3 separate regions of the Mus musculus genome follow, and all the other regions are linked to region 2. A link is a contact called in public HiChIP or PLAC-seq data. All regions are on one chromosome and are shown on one strand. Each heading gives the region's core, a stretch centred on a gene start, on an enhancer-like site or on the middle of the called end of the contact. The rest is flanking DNA. Distances are from core to core; before and after follow the strand shown. Region 1 overlaps Qrsl1 (glutaminyl-tRNA synthase (glutamine-hydrolyzing)-like 1). Region 2 holds the start of 1700027J07Rik (RIKEN cDNA 1700027J07 gene). Region 3 overlaps Crybg1 (crystallin beta-gamma domain containing 1).

The links. HiChIP or PLAC-seq counts read pairs in DNA pulled down with a chosen protein or histone mark.
Region 1: a RAD21 HiChIP or PLAC-seq map of pro-B cells shows a contact between it and region 2, with 2.1 times the contacts expected there. The contact joins the enhancer-like site here to the promoter of 1700027J07Rik in region 2. A contact is called at or near these places in 1 of 39 promoter capture datasets (the C10 cell line), 1 of 15 datasets of contacts at CTCF or cohesin (pro-B cells), 1 of 484 Hi-C or Micro-C datasets (bone marrow-derived macrophages), 4 of 115 datasets of contacts at active chromatin or transcription factors (the 230-238 cell line, the SCID.adh cell line, large pre-B cells and 1 more) and 2 of 9 other capture datasets (adipose tissue and pancreatic islet).
Region 3: a contact with region 2 is called in a BATF HiChIP or PLAC-seq map of CD8 T cells, with 6 read pairs. The contact joins the enhancer-like site here to the promoter of 1700027J07Rik in region 2. A contact is called at or near these places in 2 of 484 Hi-C or Micro-C datasets (CD4 T cells and regulatory T cells) and 2 of 115 datasets of contacts at active chromatin or transcription factors (CD8 T cells and double positive thymocytes).

Annotation. Positions count from the first base shown.
Region 1 is chr10:43,873,179-43,876,303 of GRCm38.p6, forward strand. It overlaps Qrsl1 (glutaminyl-tRNA synthase (glutamine-hydrolyzing)-like 1), which reads right to left. Exons shown (of 11, transcript NM_001081054.2): 11 at 1,012-1,528. The coding sequence ends at 1,305. Among named protein-coding and RNA genes, the nearest start is that of Qrsl1, 27 kb to the right of the region's middle. Within about 2 kb of position 1,438, at least 17 of the 459 cell types and tissues checked have an H3K27ac peak or open chromatin away from gene starts, as enhancers often do. A contact at or near this core is called in the 230-238 cell line and pro-B cells, where this site is marked.
Region 2 is chr10:43,744,851-43,748,330 of GRCm38.p6, forward strand. It overlaps 1700027J07Rik (RIKEN cDNA 1700027J07 gene), which reads left to right and starts at 1,308. Exons shown (of 4, transcript NR_040581.2): 1 at 1,308-1,805. RefSeq lists an enhancer at 1,288-1,828.
Region 3 is chr10:43,994,882-43,997,995 of GRCm38.p6, forward strand. It overlaps Crybg1 (crystallin beta-gamma domain containing 1), which reads right to left. Exons shown (of 22, transcript NM_001368305.1): 4 at 2,171-3,114. Among named protein-coding and RNA genes, the nearest start is that of Gm40636, 28 kb to the left of the region's middle. Within about 2 kb of position 1,605, at least 79 of the 459 cell types and tissues checked have an H3K27ac peak or open chromatin away from gene starts, as enhancers often do. A contact at or near this core is called in CD8 T cells and regulatory T cells, where this site is marked.

The sequences.
Region 1 (3,125 bases), core at 188-2,687, 130 kb after region 2:
TTAATTTCATCTTTCTAACCAGTTAGTTTTGATCTGTAATCTGGTTGGTGGTACTGTAAGTGTGGGATCAATGGGTGTGGAGGGCCAAATGTAACGTAGTTTTCTTGTAGATTCTTTTCCTTTCAGGGACTTGGTTGAGTTTGTAAGAGTGCAGGTAAGCCTGGCACGTGGACCATTTTATGTGTAATCAGACTGAGCATTGGGGAGGGGGACGGATGCCCTAGAAGAGGGAACACTGTCAATGAAGGCAATAGGCAACTTGGATTCCTAACAAATGGTCCAGGGCCTCAGCCTCATTATTTCCAAACATCCTTCATACTTAAGGCTTTCCTTCCTAAGCAAATAAATGTATTACTGTAACTTAGGTTCCTGTTTTCGTCAACAATGTTCAAGTGTCAAACCAGAATGACTGATGAATGTGAGGTGACAGGTGTCCTAACAAAGAGAGATACTCAATGGTGACACCTCAGATGAGTAACATTTCTATTAGATTTCGTCTAGCTTGGGCTCAAGGGTTCCAAATAGGGAACACTGATAAAAACCATCACGGGGACACAGGAACCCTGCGGCATTCCATGCCGACTCTGTCATCTTCACCAAAGTCTCTTACACTTTCCACACTGGGTGTTACTTGGGCATTTAGAATCTTCCTCCCTGAGGTTGAGGGAGACGACTCTGTGACACAGTCCTGGCCTTGAGGTCTTAGGCTCTGGGAGAAGTGGAGCAAACATTTAACCAGGAGAGGGAAGCTCTGTCATTTAAAACTCTGTTTTCACAAACAAAAGGAGTCTTGTGCCTGACTGAGGAGCTGCCCAGCCTTGCATGGCTCTGAGGCTGCCTCTACCACAGAAGGAACGGCCTGTCAGTTACTTGGTTATAAAGACGTACACATTTTGAGACATTTATTACTAAACTTAATTCTACTGTAATTTGTTATTTCAAATGAAAATTATGCAGAATGCATTGTTTTTAGGAGCTTGTATTTTTGTATTATAGTAAAATCCAGTACTTAGGTTTATAGAACATTTTAATATAGAATACCATAGTTACAATATACAATGTATACAACATTACAATTTACAGCATCATAGGGATTTGAACAAATGATTCCCAGGACAGACAGGGTTGACAGTGACCCTGATCACAGGGCTGAATGAGATCACCGACACTCAGAGAACAGCACTTCTAAGGGGCATTTTAACTGCATGATACAGAGGTGGGGATCAGTCCAGTGGCAGAGAGCAAGCCTGAGGCCAGCGTAAGATCCCAGCATCCTACCACCAGGCAACTGCACGAGATTCTGATCATCTCTGGGTCAGAGAAGCAGACGTTAACTTTCCATTTTCAAGAACCAACGAGCCATCATCCATGAGGCCCTGCAGTTGAATAACAGGAAACTGTACTTGTTTTTCAAACCACTTGGCAACTGTCAGAAGTTGCTGGTCACAAAATGCACGTCCAATTAACTGCAGTCCTATTGGCAGCCCTTGGTTTGAGAGGGCCACAGGGACACTCACTGCTGGCAAGCCTGAGGAAGAGAAAGAAGCCATCAGCTGAATCCTCCTTTCCCGTGCTTGTTAAGAAAGACAGAGTAAGCTTAAAACAAATTAATGATAGCCAGGCGTTATCTCCATGAGTTTGAGGCCAGCCTGGTCTACACAGTGATTTCTAGGACAGCCAGATAAATCCTGTCTGAAAAAAGGGGAGGGGGGAAGCAAAGAAAAGAATGAAAGAAAGCCACCTTCCAAATCCCCCCCAATTATGATAAATATATCTCTGTACTTTTGTCCATATAATTTGTATGACACTGTGTGTCAGTTCACAGAGACCGCCATTTCCTCTTTATGGCTGTATTGGATTCCAACTTGCAGTTTTATTCTAAGTTATTTGAGCAGTCTTCTACCACGCACCCTCGCCCCTCCCCCTTCCCGCCATCTCCCCGCAGAAGCTCCCTCTCTCAGAAGCTCCCTCTCTCGCCTTCACCTCCTCACCTCTGCTCTCCCCATGGCAACTTCCCTGGAACAGAACAGCTTTCCAATAAACCTGCCTTTAATATAATCTAATCTGGCTTCAGTTGGCTCATTTTACTGGTGGAAAAATAACCTATCACTACCCTAAAAGAATGTTTTAAACATGGAAGGAGTAATAAAAGGAGAATCTAGGTCCTTCAGAAACAAAGAGTAAAACCAGAAAATTAGTGGAGTTAACAGAAGTGGCCTCATGTTAGTTTTGAGATGATGAAACTGTGTTTAGGAAGGAGAGTCTTTATTCTCAGATTTGTGCTAAATTACTCAGCTGTGAAATGTCATGTCTAAAAGTTTTTTTTTTTTTCAAATGAGACATCAAAATCCAGTGTGTGCTGGGTGGGGTGGGAGTGGAGGAGCATGTGTAGAAAAGCAGAAGAAAGTCAAAGCAGGATAGTAACAAGGATGGATGCAGGTAAGGGCAAACACAGTACTCTTTACTTTAGGCTTTAATTTTCATGTTTTGTTGAGATCTGTTCCCCCACTCCCACCCCAAGAATAGCTGTAGTCATTTTGTTCCATGCCTGACGGTCATTGACACAGGAAAACAACTCAGAGCAGGGTCACGATGACCACGTCCCCTGTTGTGTTCTCTATGTTCTGAGGTTTGTTAATCTTAAGGAATTCCATAAGCTGCCTGGACCCATGAAGGTAAAGATCAGTATGAACTGTTATGTCTAAGACGGCTTGAGGCAGAGCTGGCCACTGGGCAGCACTTCCTGTGCCTGCAAATGAGCTGATTGTGGTTCTTGTAGGTTTTTTCCCCCTTCATAACCTGCCCTGAGAACAGACTAGCACCACAATTAGGCTCTTTCTGAGTCCTTTCTGAGGTCCTGAATGGTCAGTCTTGAGGTGTGCATTCAAGAAACTCTTCTTGCTTAACTGAGATCAGTGTTTGTGTGGCGATTCCTGAACCCCAACAGTTTGAATATTCTGAAAATAAAACTATTGCATACTGGTTAAGAAAATGTGTATAAGCGAGTGGGCTGGAGTGAGCAGAGGTCCTGAGTTCAATTCCCAGCAACCACATGATGGCTCACAATCATCTGTACAGCTACAGTGTACTCATATACATAAAATAAAATAAATAAATCTTAAGAA
Region 2 (3,480 bases), core at 58-2,557:
TTAACAGCCTATTCCTTTGTCACTCCTAAGGATGTTGGTGAGAGGGGTATTTAAATCGCCTTTCTGTCACTACAACAAAATGCATGAGATAATCAACTTACAAAGAGGAAAGGTTGTCCAGCTCATGGTTTTAAAGGTTCTACTCCATAACCAAGAAGACCAATTTCTGGCAAGCCTTTGGTGAGGTTGCCGGAGGCAAAGTCTATCTTTAAGCATGTTTGAGCAAACTCCTCATACCATGGCCAGAAGAAGCAAAAGAGAAAAGAGTGGGTACCACAAGAAGATGTGTGCCTCTTCTGGGGCACACATCCAGTGATCTAGGACTTCTCTACTAGATCCCACCTCTCCCCACAATAGCATTGACTGGGGACCATGCCTTCAACGCATGGAGGTACACCAAATCCAAACTATAGCAAGGACTAGGTAGACTCACAACATACAGGCCATGTTGTCTTTGCCACCCGGTGAAGTGAATCACAGAACATCTTTTGAATAGGAACTTTCACCTTTTGTTATATCAGCAGGAATGCAGGCAGCCAGGACTCATCCAATATGTGCAGCTTACCAAAGTCCCAAGTGGACTATATTAATGCTCTGTGCTTAAGCCATACCTCTCAGAATGGGGCTGTGGCTCTGTTACCACAAGTCCTTGCCTCTAACAGGATTGAGACCCTGGGTTCCATTCCCAGCCCATCCTGCACTTCACTAACAGTAATAATAAGCCAGGGTTCCATCCCCAGCCCGTCCTGCATGTCACTAACAGTAATAACCCAGTGAAAACAAGTGTCTCCCACACCCCTCCACGACTAATGACACAGGACACTCAAATATAAAAGGCATGAGTTGCTGGCAGTCATTTCAACTATCTAGAACCCTAAGCTAGTGCACACTTGACTTTTCCTCTGTTCTCCGTTAGGTTGACACTCAGCCAGCCCTCCTGTTTACTAGTTGTCTGAGAGAAATTTAGAAAAACAAAACAAAACAAAAACCAAACAAACAAAAAAATGGTTTTAGTACAACCTAGGTCACATTCTTCTCATGTTGGTTGCTGCATAGTCGGAAGGGGTTACGTCAAGGGAAATTGACACCTACCCTTCTCATTTGCTCTTTGATTTGCACACTCATCAGAAGACTAGAGCCATTTGATACTTCACAAGATGATTCCCCTTAGCAGACACTGAGGGAAGGGGGAGTCACCTGGCCCCAGCATCTGGTAACTGTTCCCATTTCAACTGTTGACTCAATAAATGCCCTTGGGCAAGTCACTGAACCTCTCCACATTTAGTCTCTGGGGAATGAAATCTGCCAACTGTATTATGTGGGTTTGAACCTCACTGCCCTCTGGGATAAAAATAGGAGAGGACCAGGTGTCAGCTGGTCCCAAACTGATGTAAGGATGGCGGCCATGGGATCTCAAAGATGTCCTTGAGCTATAAATTCTATAATAGGGTCACGGGACACAGAGGCCCTCAGGCATTTATTTGGCTTGTGTGATAAATTCCAGCCCTTGAAATTTTTCCAGCCACTCTTGAATACTCTGCCTGGCCCCGCCCCCACTCCTCAGTATTTCTCCCGCCATAATACTCAACTCTGAATGCTGTTGCTTTGTCACAAAACTCTTGGACCGTAAACTTCCCAAGGGAGGAGATAACGTCAGCACAAGCTTCATTGTCAAGTACACACCAGGCAAGTGGGCATACTACGTGAATTGTTTGCCATATGGACGAGTGAATGAAGACTTCCCAGGCTCCAGAGAACATTCCACTCCTCTGCCTCTGGGATCATCCATCCCTGGCCAACATAAGGTAGGATCTGACCCCATTTCCCCACCATACTTACCATCAGTGGTGAGGATCACTGTCATCTTTACTGGATTTACAATCACCTAGAAACATGCCTGTGGGTGTATTGGGGAGGGTGTTTCAACTGATGACTAAGAAAGAGAAAGCTAGCTGAATACCATGAGACACTGTCTCAAGCTCCAGTCTTCATTACTACAACCTGCTCTCACAGCCATCCATGGCGAGGGCACCCTCACTGGGGGGGAGGCTATCCCTCAAACAGTGTGCTGAAGTGAGTCTTTTTTTTTTTTTTTTTAAATGGTTTTTTGAGACAGGGTTTCTCTGTATAGCTGTTGCTGTCCTGGAACTCACTTTGTAGACCAGGCTGGCCTTGAACTCAGAAATCCGCCTGCCTCTGCCTCCCGAGTGCTGGGATATCTAGACCAGGGTGGCCTCAAACTGGTAGAGATCCCTCTGCCTCTACCTTTGTTGCTGGGATCGAAGGCCTATGCCATCATGGCCGGCTCCCTCTATTCATTCTTTAAGGAAGGTTCTCTTTACAGATGTGGAAGAACAGTCTCAAGAGCAGATGTCAACACCATAACCAGAATTGTCCGGATTTTTGACTGAATGTAGGACTCATTTAGAGTCACGTGTCTGATGTTATGTGTAAAGACTGGCCAAAATCTTATCCCTAGCTTACATACAAGCACAGGCAGATAATTAGCCAAACTTCTTCTCTTGACTCTGGCTAAAGGTATCTAGGAAGTCAGGGACAACCATATAAATAACTTTCACGCTGAACTCGGAGACAATGGAAGTAGTTCAGACATCTAAAAACTCAGTGTAAGAGACTCCTAGTGCCACTGCTTGGCACAGAAGGGAGACTCAGCCCTAGAAGGCCTATGCTTCAGGAGAGGGCTTGACTCTCTGGGTTTCCCTATGCCCTCCTCCCTGAACAGATAGTTTCAGATTCCAGTGGAAGTCATCCAACAGACCAAGATCCCTCACTTTCCTCCCAGCATTCCTGCTAAATACAGCATCCAGGTCAACTGGAGTCATCTGCAAGTGCTCTCTCTGGCGCTCTCTTCCCATCTCTTAACTGGGCGTGGGTGTCCTGCACTACTGACTTTCCCATAGTGCTCAGGTGAGAAGCATGTTGTGGGCGGGGCAGTCTCAAGATGTCTGTACCACTGTTGGTTTACTGCTCCTGACTCTTTCTGCTGACGTTGATGTTGTCCCTAGAATTCTCATTCATTCTCTCTCTCTCTCTCTCTCTCTCTCTCTTCTTACCCCCACCCCCACCCCATTTTGGTCCTTTAGTTCCCCACTGGTATTAGTGTTTTCTCTTCAATTTGGAGAACTTGACTAGCTATAATTGCTCTGCTTTGTAGGTCTCTAACATATTTCCCAGGGAGGAGACACGTACTGCCTGATTCTTGGTATATTACGTATGCACCACCTGTTTTCCTGCTTGTCTGGCTTCCATGAAACCCCTGGATATAACACGTAGCCTACTGCTGCTGACTTCTGTAGCCATATTGCCTTCCTGGCTACCGCTGCAAAAAACAGTCCTGCTAACAACAGCTTCCCTTGACTCTTTCCTTCCTTCCTTCCTTCCTTCCTTCCTTCCTTCCTTCCTTCCTTCCTTCCTGGTGAGCAGGTGGAGGCAATAATGGAGGTTGGAACTAGGAACTCA
Region 3 (3,114 bases), core at 355-2,854, 250 kb after region 2:
TTTTCTTTTCTTGTTTTTTTCTGATAAAACCTTTAGGATTTCTATGTAGTACAGGTGGATTGTCAAAAGGCGATGAAAATACACAGCTCAGTGATGAAGAGCTTATAATTGGCATGTGTGAAGCTCTGGGCTCACATCCTGCAGTGCTGGGCTGGGGTGGGGTGGTCCTGGAGTAAGGGAGGTTTGTCCCAAGAACCTTTCCTGGTGCCCCATGAGCTCAAAGCTATGCTCATAGTAACAAGAGGTTATCTGCCCTTTCTGAGTGAGTATGGGGTCTACAGCACGCCATTGCTCTGAAGTATTCACACGTGTTTTCTGGGGGGCTGAGTTCCCACATGAAATTCTAATATAGATGTGCTGCACAATTAAACAAAAGTTCTTCGGAGATCTCAATATTCAAAGGTAAATGGGTCTTCACAAACCCACTGGATGGAGCTCGAGGGCTCTTATGGAAGATATGGGGAAAGGATCGAAGGCTCCAAAGGGGAACAGGAATTCCATAGGAAGGCCATCAGAGTCAACTAATCAGGACCCTTGGAGCCTCTCAGAGACTGAACCACCAACCAAATAGCATACACAGGCTGGGTCTGGCACATACATAGCAGATATGCAGCTCAGTCTTCATGTGGGTCTCCCAACAACCAGAGCAGTGACTATCCCTAAAGCTATTGCCTGGCTATGGGTCCCATTCCCCTGGCTGGGCTGCCTTGTCTGGCCTCAGTGGAAGAGGATGTACCTAGCCTTGGAGAGACTTGATGTGCCATGGTGGGGGCAGGAGAATACACCGGTGGGCCCCACCCTCTCAGAGGAGAAGGGGAGGTGGGGATAGGGGAGGGACTGTGTGAGGGGGGACCTGGGGGGCCAGTGACGAGGATATAAGTTAATTAGTTAATTAATTAATTAGGAAAAAGTTTAAAATCTATTAGTTTACAAAATCCATGAAAAAGAGAACCTGCATGTAATAATGCTGAAAACCTGTGTGTGTGCACGTGTGTGTTAGTCAGAGTCATGTTAAACAGCTGAGGCAGGTCTTGAACTTTCTGTCTACCTGCCTTGGCCTCCTGAGTGCTGTGATTGGTGACATGTCTCATCACAACTAGCCAACCATGTATTTTGAAAAAGCTTCCAAAATCACAGAACATGAGAGGATTATAGCAAAAACCACCTCCACACCCTGCCCAGTGAAGAAGGGCGCCAGGTCCTTTCTGTGGTCATGTCTCTACTTGCCTGACAGCTTTGCTCACTGCAAAGCAAGTTATAGGCACAGTCTCCCTCAACTTAAACAGGGAGCTTGGAACCAGAAGGGCACAAACAATCCTGGGCTGGTGATGGGGCCCAGCAACAAACAGCGTGCTTACTAACAAAAGGCCCTACGTTCAGTCTCCATCAAAGAGGAAACTTCAGGCAGTTCAGAGAGGAAGAAATGGAAGCTGCATTTTGCAGCTCCCTCTATCAGGGAAAGAACGAATGCAAACTAAACTTTATGCCACAAACTTGAGGAAGACAAATTCCCATTTAGGTAGTTTCCCAACTACACATATGACGATTATGGAGAGCGAGTGAAACCTCAGAGCAAAGAGGAAGGAGAAGGGGGATCCTTGGGCTGGGCGGGGCCTTTGCAAGTAGAGGAAGCTGTTTCACACATCTTGAAAATTCTAAATATAGCACTGAGTGTTTTTACAGAGAATACAAAGAATACGAGTCTCCTAGGTTTTCTGATCGCTCAAAGCATCTTTCCTATACTTTCCATAGTACAACACTGACATTCACAAATGCCTTGAAACATAACTTATTCTCCCGGCTTGGCCACAAATGTCTTGGGGGAGGAAGTGTTGGTGTCTTTGTTTCTTGGACTCCAAGAGTTCCTTGCACATAGATTTAAAAGTGCACAGAGGTAGGGGTAGAGGGGTGAGGCAGTGGTGGTGCACACCTTTAATCATAGCACAGAGGCAGGTGGATCTCTGTGAATTCAAGGCCAGCCAGGTCTACACAACTAAATCCAGGACAGCCAGAGCTACACAAAGAAACCCTGTCTCAAAACAAAACAAAAGGTACATGGTAAACAAATAGAAACTTATTGCACATGTACAACCCCTGTAAAAATACAACCTGAGCCCCTCACTGCCTCTAGGTTTAGAAACATCCCATCTAAATAAGAATTAGTACTTACCATAGAGTCTGATAAGGACATTCCAGAAAAGGAATGGCCTGGGTCATACCGGCTTGCTTTGAAAAGGCCCAGGAAGTCCGCGTCCACGCTCCCAACATTCGGCAGGTTTGACTTCAGAATACCTTCCACGCCATCGCTGTTCTTCAGTTTGGGTAAGTCTGAAAGGTTGTTTTCTGGCAATTGTAGGTTGCCCTGAGAATTCACATCTTCCTTGCTTCCCTCTTTTTGTGGGTACTTTTCCATGTGGCTGGAACCCAGACGAGATGTATTTGATGAATTGAAATTGAAGACCTTTAAGGAGTTGTGGGGTGCAAGGTGTGGCTGTTCTTTGTCTGAGCCACAGGGCAGGCCACCCTCCTTCCTGGGCTGTACCACTGATGACTGAGATACGGAGCTGTTCTGAGAAGTGCTAAAAGATGTGCTCATTGTGTTGACTGACGTCACGGAGGGAGAAAAGACTTTGTCTTGTGGCAGAGAAGAAAGCATGCTTGAGAAAAGCGTGCTGTTTTCTAGCCGTGACCTCTTAACGCCGCCGCTGTTGATGTCCCTGTTCTCCTTGTCACTTGCTTCTGAAGTGGTCTGTGGCTCGCTCTTCCCATTACTGTTAGTGTGCAAGGACTTGAAGACGATGCTCTGCTCGGTGGATGCACGCTTGGCTCTCAGTTTGGATATGGGGTCGTGGTTCTGCAACAAGTGCAAAGCTGGTGACACCTCTGCCAGGCTTTCCTTCTTCTTCCCTAAACCAATGGTGAACACGTTGGGATCAAACACCTTTTCCAAACTGTCCTCGTGAATGGGAGGCATAGCGAAGTGAGGGGCTGGAGAGTTTGGGACCCGGGCCTTCTTCTTTTTCTGGGGCACACATACTGCACTGTCCATCTTTTTAATAATTTCAGTGAATTTTTCCATATCAGAAGAAGAATCCAAGACACTATTGTCACTAC